Regions from separate parts of the Triticum aestivum genome. Here region 1 is linked to region 2. Evidence: chromatin contacts called from public Hi-C data. All regions are on one chromosome and are shown on one strand. The core of a region is the stretch at or near the end of the contact, and the rest is flanking DNA. Distances in the headings are between cores, read along the strand shown. Region 1 has its middle 210 kb from the start of LOC123169541. Region 2 holds the start of LOC123168161 (protein TOPLESS-RELATED PROTEIN 2).

The links. Hi-C and Micro-C count contacts between places; a contact is called where the count stands out from the background.
Region 1: a contact with region 2 is called in a Hi-C map of leaf, with 4 times the contacts expected there. The contact joins the enhancer-like site here to the promoter of LOC123168161 in region 2. A contact is called at or near these places in 2 of 5 Hi-C or Micro-C datasets (both in leaf).

Annotation. Positions count from the first base shown.
Region 1 is chr7D:365,888,507-365,892,429 of IWGSC CS RefSeq v2.1, forward strand. No RefSeq gene overlaps it. Among protein-coding and RNA genes, the nearest start is that of LOC123169541, 210 kb to the right of the region's middle. Within about 2 kb of position 2,580, at least 7 of the 8 cell types and tissues checked have an H3K27ac peak or open chromatin away from gene starts, as enhancers often do. A contact at or near this core is called in leaf, where this site is marked.
Region 2 is chr7D:365,548,825-365,553,015 of IWGSC CS RefSeq v2.1, forward strand. LOC123168161 (protein TOPLESS-RELATED PROTEIN 2) reads right to left here and starts at 2,907. Exons shown (of 25, transcript XM_044586032.1): 1 at 1,186-2,907; 2 at 903-1,082; 3 at 700-813; 4 at 446-604. The coding sequence starts at 1,265.

The DNA.
Region 1 (3,923 bases), core at 1,330-3,829, 340 kb after region 2:
GTGATACTAAATTTCTTAGCTAAGTTTGGAGATGTTTATGGGCTAAGTTGGGGACTAAGCTGCTATTTAGTACTACATGTCACCCCCAAACCGATGGACAAACTGAAGTAGTCAACAAAACATTGTCTATATTGAGTGTCTGAATGCTAATTACAAACTTGCTGGAGATAACGGTAGAAAACATGTTGTCTTTGCATCTAGAGATCTTGTTTGGTGACATTTACGCAAAGATAGGTTTCCTGATTTGTGCAAGTCAAAACTTATGCCATGTACTGATGGTCCTTTCAAGGTATTAGAGAAAATAAATGATAATGCATACAAACTTGAGCCGCCTACAGATTTTGGGGTTAGTCCCACTTTTAACATTGCAGATTTGAAGCCTTCTGTGGGTGAGGAATATGAACTTTCGTCGAGGATGACTTCAATTCAAGAAGGGGAGGATGATGAAGACATCACTACTACAGTTAAACCAACAACTCCTGGTGATACATATATTGGACCAATTACTAGAGCTCGCGCACGCCAACTAAATTACCAGGTACTTTCCTTTCTTGGTAATGATTCTAATTTTCATGAGAATATGATGTTGCCTAAATTGGATACTTTTGGTTTGCCTACAAATGAAGGATCTAGCATGGACAAGAAGGATAAACGTTGGAGCATGATCAAGCATGGAGATTGGCACGCGCAAGGGGAACAAGAATAGAGTTTCTGGTGCAGTTTTCAGCACTTTGGAGCCACCATGATGACATCCAAGGACATGGACGAAATATATAAGATGTGCTTTCATAAATTTCGTCCATAGCTTAATATAGGTGTTGCGCCTCCTTATTTTTGGGCCAAGCCCATGTGATTTGGAAATACAACTTCGTAGGCTATTTTTATAGTCCATATTATAAGGGAAACGACTCAGGAGGTGTTTTAGTACCACCTTGCCAAGGGTGGACGAAATCCCCTCTCTTTTCCCCTGTAAATACAACCCTTAAGGCAACGTTTAGACTTGGATTTTGTTTAGATTAAAGTTCGCCATAGCCGCAACTCGCATCCTTCGTTTGTGTTCAACGACCAGACCAAGACGTCACTGAATCCCACTTGATTAACAAAGCTTTCCTCTTACATTCTCAATATCCAGATTGCAATCTCAGTTTCTTGCTTGTTCTTCGTTTGCCTGCAGGAAATAGACCCTCATGGTAAGGTTGATCGTGCTCTGGCGTGGTCAATAACGTCTCGGAGTTAGTTAACGTTTGCTAAGGCGCGACGTCATTACACGTTCGTAGTCCGATCGTCAAAGTCAACTTCCACAGAAAACGATAGCTATCTCATCGGAACATCGGGACACCTTGGCCTCTATCAGCGGGTACCAAAGAGGAAGTCTAGGGATCGGGGGTGGGAGGGTTGGGCCGCTGGAAAAGCCATGTACCAAATAGCCTTCCGATTTTGGGGGAGCTTATGGGCCCCGCGTGTATAATCCTTTAAAAACATGGTCAATGCTTGCATGCCAAACGAGGGATCAAGCTTCGCCGGTGAACTTGTGGATCCACCTCTCCTCCACCGGCCACTTAGACGGCCGATGGCGGGGAGGTGTCTCTCGATGCCTTGGCTTTGGCCAGCAGTTTACGTCATTTCATTTTGACATAGGGCGGCGTTCGGACGGATGGTGATGGTTCATCTTCAAGTCAATCTTTCGGAATCCGATCCTCCTTGAGTTTGTCCAATGGGCCGAAGTCGAGGGAGCTTCGACATAGATTTATATTGTCTCTTTGGGAGTGACGAGGTTAGAACTTCTCATCATGTGTACACGACAACAAGATTTGATGTGGGTCACTTCAGAACGGTTTAAGGGTTAAAAAAAGAATGAGAACAGAGGGGAAGAAGCCCCATGTCTTATTCTTATAGGAGAATGAGGAGACTCCAACCTCGGCCGGCAACAACAACCTTTGTGTTGTCCACCACTCCAGCCAGGAGAGCTCCTTAAGGGCACGCGCACCTTTGTGTTGGATCAACCTCGATTCAATGGTTCAATGGCGTGGTTCGGCTTAGTGAGCATTGGTCCTTCAGGGCACGTGCATGAAGACACTCATAGTGTCATCGACATGGTCAATCTGGCTACGGTAGGGGAGAGGCGACATCGATGGTCGTTCTAGCAGCAGTAGTTGTTGTTTTGGTGGGCGTCTATTCTCGAGAAGAAAAAGGAAAAAAGAAAAGAGGACGCTATAGCGTGTGGGCGTCTTTGGTGCGTGTAGCGCAGGGCAGGTCCCGGTGGCAATTATTCTCGATCTCCAGATCCGTCGCTTTCCCTCTGCGGTGTAGTGGGGGAGGAGCTGCCGAGCCTTTAACACGTTATAAACGGTCATATCACCTCCCCTTATATAAGTAGAGGAGCTTATCTGACAACTGGCTAGCACCGCGTCCACCCATCCATACGTCGGGTTCCATCACCGAATTAATTTCGCGCTTCTCACAAAGGAAAACAGAATAAAAGACGGATGGAAAAACTTCCCACCTCCACGTCACGCGTGCCATTGGCGTTCCGACACGTGGCGTGTGCCACGCACTGTCTGTATCACGTGCCGCTCCTTTCTTTGACCGTTCTCCTAGTGGACCCCACCGCCAGGGCTGTAGCACGGGCAAGCTCGAGTGGAGGAGGGCATGGGGGCTGTGGGTAATTGCGTATTGAGCCACTGATCGGGAGTTTGTCTCGGTAATCGTGGAGAGCGGCACTTCAGGAAAAGGGCAAGGGAATCCACGGGCCCTTTTGGGGTGGTAGGGCTCAGATCGCGGCCGTCCGTATCTGCGCGGCAGTGGGGATCACATGCGTGAGACGAGAGATCTTCTGTGCCTCGGGCGCAGCTTTGCTGCTTTCTCAAGCACCGTGGGAAGTCGACACGCCATAATTGTGGAGAAATGTACTCCCTCAGGTGGTGTTTGGTTCTCTAGTCCTAGGACTTTTTCTAGTCCCAACTAAAAAGTCCCTAGTCCCTAAAAAGTCCCTCCCTGCTTGTTTTCAGAGACTAAAAAGTCTCTAGTCCCTTTCTAGAGGTTATTAAATGACCATGTTGCCCCTAGTATATAGAAAAATAACAATCAAACAACATCATGGGGTGGCGGGCCAATGGGTGCATGGAGGGGCATTATTGGAAAAATCCCAAAAAGTCCCAAAAAGACTCTCCTTGAGAGTCTTCTTCATTTAGTCCCAAATGCCTAGTTTAGTCCCTAAAAAGTCCCTCCCGTTTGGAAAAAAGTCTCTAAGAGGGACTTTTTCTAGTCCCTACACAAAAAAGTCCCTGGAAACAAACACCCCCTCAGTCCGGTGAAGAGTGTACATCTACAAATTTTAAAACAAATTATGAAGTTAAGTAAAAAATGCATTGGAAAGGTGCAAGACATCATCTCTTTCCTCTTTAATTACCCACCCCCAATGAGCTAAGTGCATGTAGAAATTAAGAAGATCATGTGTAGATTGCTATTGGTCTTGATTACCGTGTGATGAGAGAGAAGTATGTTTTTCTACTTTAAAGTGCATTGGGAAGATAGAAGTACACTCTTTTATGAACAAATTTTGAAGCTGGATGTACACTCTTCAACGGACGGATGGATAATATTTGTATAAATCAATCCACACGCTAGTACTCCCTCCGCCACAGTATACACGGCATGCTTCAACAATCTCTAGGACTAAAGTAACTAGCGATTGGATTGGAAAATAACACGGGGAGTTATACCACGACGCCAAATAACTAAAGAAATAAATGTGTACACACATGCGTGGAGTGCTTCCACCCCGCGTACAAACATGCATGCATTTATTTCACCGGCGTATACACCGGCATGGAGAGAAAATTGTGGGATTGATTGCAGTTACCATGTCCTAGTTAATTGGGCATTAAACCAAACGCGTCTAAAATCCCTAGGTGGTGGAAATG
Region 2 (4,191 bases), core at 1,657-4,156:
TTTACTCAATCACCCCTCTTAATTTCCGAACTAAATGGTTGGAGCATGACCATTGACAATCAAGAATCATAAATAACCCTTATACATCGTGAAAGTGCTAAACTTCGAGTTTGTGTCTGTATAAAGACTGCACACCTCTTTTTCTCACTCATCCATCTCATTTGAAAGAAAGATGGAAACACGGCCAGAAGAAAACAAAAAGAAACGGAAACCCTCCCAATATAGCAGCTTTGTGACAGCTCATTTCCAATCTTATAAGTACCATTAGGAAAAACATGCGCTGGCCTGCTATGTTATATACAAATTTAAACAGAATCTTACGCACATCAAATCTTATTTGCTCAAGAAATAAAAGTACAAATTGTTCAAGCAGACCGCATCCCTCTGTAGAAAAAAATAGTAACATGGAATTAAATGCATGCAATGAATAAAATTAACCAATCACCTTTGATTGATCAACGTGCGCAGTCTTGAGGCTTTAAATGGTGGGAAATTAAGCTTGTCTCGGAACAGAGGGTTTGCCTCGATAAGCTTCTTAAGCTCCATGAGCATGATATTCCGGGCTGACTTTGTATCCCCGTATTTGGACAGCTGCTCATTTTGCCTGTTTGTGATTTAGACAGAATTACATCCACATTAGCACAATGCACAAGCATTCTGCTGTACGAAAATGCTCCAAACAAGAACTTAGCAGCACACCTAAAATTATCCAGAGTCAGCAGCTGCGTTATCTCCTTGAACAGCTCCTCGTTAAAGGAGGCAAACACCTTCAAATCCTTGACGAGTATCTCCACTGCCTTGGCCCGATCATGCCTGCAAAAGGCAAACTGAGTTGAGCGCCTGCAAATCGCTGTTGATCCTGAGCAAATGAGCAGGAGAGGAGAGGCTTCAATATGACTTACCTGTCGAGGGCTTCAAGGTACTTCTGCTTGCGGATCTCAAAGAATATCTTCATGGAGTAGCGGTTGTCCTCCACCTTGGTGAAGCCGCTGAGGTACCTCTCCACCTCGTCCCACTCCCCACCCTGGACCAGGTCCTCGAAGTGCTTCATGTTGAAGTAGAAGCCCGATTCCTGCTCCAACCTGCGCGACCAAAATGGACGGGGGGTTAAAAAAAACCAGCTTCAACAACTCCAGATAGCTCCAAAACTTTGTCTTGATCAACCAGACGAGACGAGACACTTACTTGTGCACCGTCTCCTTGAACTTTTCCTCGTCGAGGAACTGCAGGATGAGGAAGACCAGCTCCCTGCTGAGCGACGACATGGCTCCCCCGATCCCGCCCTGCGTCTCCAGCGCTCACGACGAGGGAGGACTCCCGCCTTGGCGGCAGATCCCCTCCCAAATCTCCGTAGAAACCAGCGCAGGGCCCCAACCGCCCCCCGAAAAAACCGCACCAAACACCCAACGAGCAGCTCAGAACCCTAGCAGGACGAAAACCCCGGAGACGAAACGGGCAGCGGGAGCGAGGTCACAGCCCAAGCGGACCCATCCCGGCGGGATCTCCCCCGATTCCGGCGGCCCGGCCGCGGATCTGCAGCTCCTGGCGCCGACCGGTGGTGCACGCGTGTCTCCTCCCTCAGCGGCGCAGCACGTAGACTAGGGTTTGGCCGCCGCCACCGCCGCCTGCTGCTTCCTTCTTCTCCCCTTGGCTCTAGCCGACGGACGGGTTTGCCTTTTCTTATCTCTCTCTCCCCACTTCGCTTTCTCTCTCCAAAACCAGTCTCTCTCTCTCTCTCTCTCTGGAGTAGGGAGTATTTATTTTTCTGGTCTGCTTTTGGTTTTTTGGGGCTGCGTTTTATAACCACCCCGCCCCGCCAGATTACACGAGAGCCCACGACCACGCACCTCTATTTACTTGGCAGCCACTGACGAGGACGGGCGGCAGGGGCAAACTGGGTAACTCCCATCGTGAGGTCCGCAGCCGCAGGTAGGGGGGTAAACTTCCGTTAACCATTTCTCGCATCCTTCCTCGTTTCTCCCTCTCACGCATCCGCGGTTTCGAAATTTGAACGGGGCTTGCCAGCCAGGGTTGAGGTAGCCGCGCCCGCTACAGGATACCCAACTTTTCAGGCGTCTACACTTTTGTATCTTTCTTACTTATAACCACAATAATTGATGGATAAGTTTCACCCACTAATATTAAAAAGATGTTATATTTAATCGATCACATCTCGTATATAGAGTGCATATCTGGTGATACGGTGCCTCATATGATCCCCTGATCCAGGACAAGGTGGGGCGTTCGATCTAGACTGAAGGTCCAGGATTTAGTAGGCTCAGCTTGCATTGGAAACTATGCAAAAGGCACCCTAGATTATTCCATAATACATTGACGAACTGCATATCCCTTCGTTTTGTTCATCTCGTCTTCTTCTTCTTTTGGGTACGACTAGTTTCCCCGCCGCCGCCTAGATCATGCCTACCGCAGCCACCATGGCGCATGCCCCATCCACTCAATATCTTATTTTTTGCAGAATCAGAAGAATGCTTGCTGCAATTACGACGAAGTTCTTTGTTTGGTCACCGGTTACAACATCTTGCTAAATTAGTTCTGGCATCTAATCATGAAATATAGCAGTGTTACAGTGTTGACTGTTGCTTCCTATCCTAACATGTCTAGCTGAACTCTATATACACACAATCTGTCTTATGAAGTGTCATAGGATTTTTCTTACATACAATAGCTAAAGAACCACATCTTCAGCCTAGCGTAAGTGAGCATTCAGACTTTTACTGGGTTATGTCTTATAGATTGAGTGATTGACTAAAAGCCATGCCAAATGAGGCTCAATAATGTTTGACTAACAAAAATCTCAGTTAAGCTCTATGTCAGGCTGTGACCACCGGGTACTAGAAATCTATGTAGTTTTTCTCACTTCACAACAGTTGGATTTAGAGAAGTTCGGCGGATCTAACTTAGTTTTTCACATTGTATTAAACAGACTGACTGGCCATTTATGTTCTTCTGAAGTTTTATGGTGCATCAGCTTCCACACCAAAAAATCTTTGGGAACAACTATGTATTTGACCTGGCTTGTGTAATTATTTTCCTGCTTTTTCATCATGACTATTTTTCTTCAGTGAAAAGATGTAGTATCTTCTTTGACGTTTAATAAAAAATATTATGGGTAAAATAAGATGTCAGCGATGTTTAGATTCCTAACAAGAGAACAATGACTTGGAGGGTGAGTAACAAACTTTTTGTACTTGGCACATTGAACTCGGTACATGTGCAGTTGTCGATTGGTACTCTGTTAGTTGGTCTACGAATCTGGATGTAATTTTTATTATTTCTAGTGTTCGTTATACTACCATGTTTGAAGATGAATATATTGGAAGTTTTTCGCAAAAAAAACTATATAGCAAATTTGTAATACTGGCGTGCAAGTTCTTGCTATTTAAATTTATATATCATTGTTACATGTAGCGTATGCATGTTGTGGGTAATTGCCGGCATTTTCAAGCTTCACTATTTTCGGCATGTTCCAGTAGTGTTACTAGGTATCAAAATATAGATGGTGCGACAGATATGCAAGTTATTTGGCATCAAAAAAGTGTTTACATATTTTCCATTTAATGTTGCACTGTTTTTTCGAAAGGCTCGTTTAGATTCTAATTCTTGATTTTATCATGTAAATGTGCATTTGTGCCCACCATTGGATGCAGTACAATGAGAATAAGGACTCATGAAAGTGATGTGTATTGAAGTTGTTCCATTTAGCTATGTAATTTTCTAAACTAAATGGTAGTTCTGTAAATATAAATATTGAGGTCGTGCTAATTCCAAGACAAAGATGGCAGTAAATGGTGCACCGTTTTTTTTGGAAGTGCTTCTGTGATCTTTTGATGCAAATGAATGGAAAATGGGTTCTTGATGCAACCTAAAAAAATTATTCCGTACTAGAAGTGCTTTTTTTAAGTGCTTCTGTTCCAGTAATCATAGGGCATTGCATTCTGTACTAGAAATGTTGGTGGCAACCTGAAGGCTACAAGATGGCAGTGTTTCATTTTTGGGGCGATGTGCACCCTCTTAGGCCATTTTTGTGAAGACATGTTACTTTCAGGGGCAAAACGCAAAATGTTCCAAGAGGCCATATGTAAATGCACTAGCACTTGATCCTACCCCTTTATCTGAGATCTGAAGCATCATGCAGCCCCGGAGCAGCGTATCATCCAATAGACCGGAGCA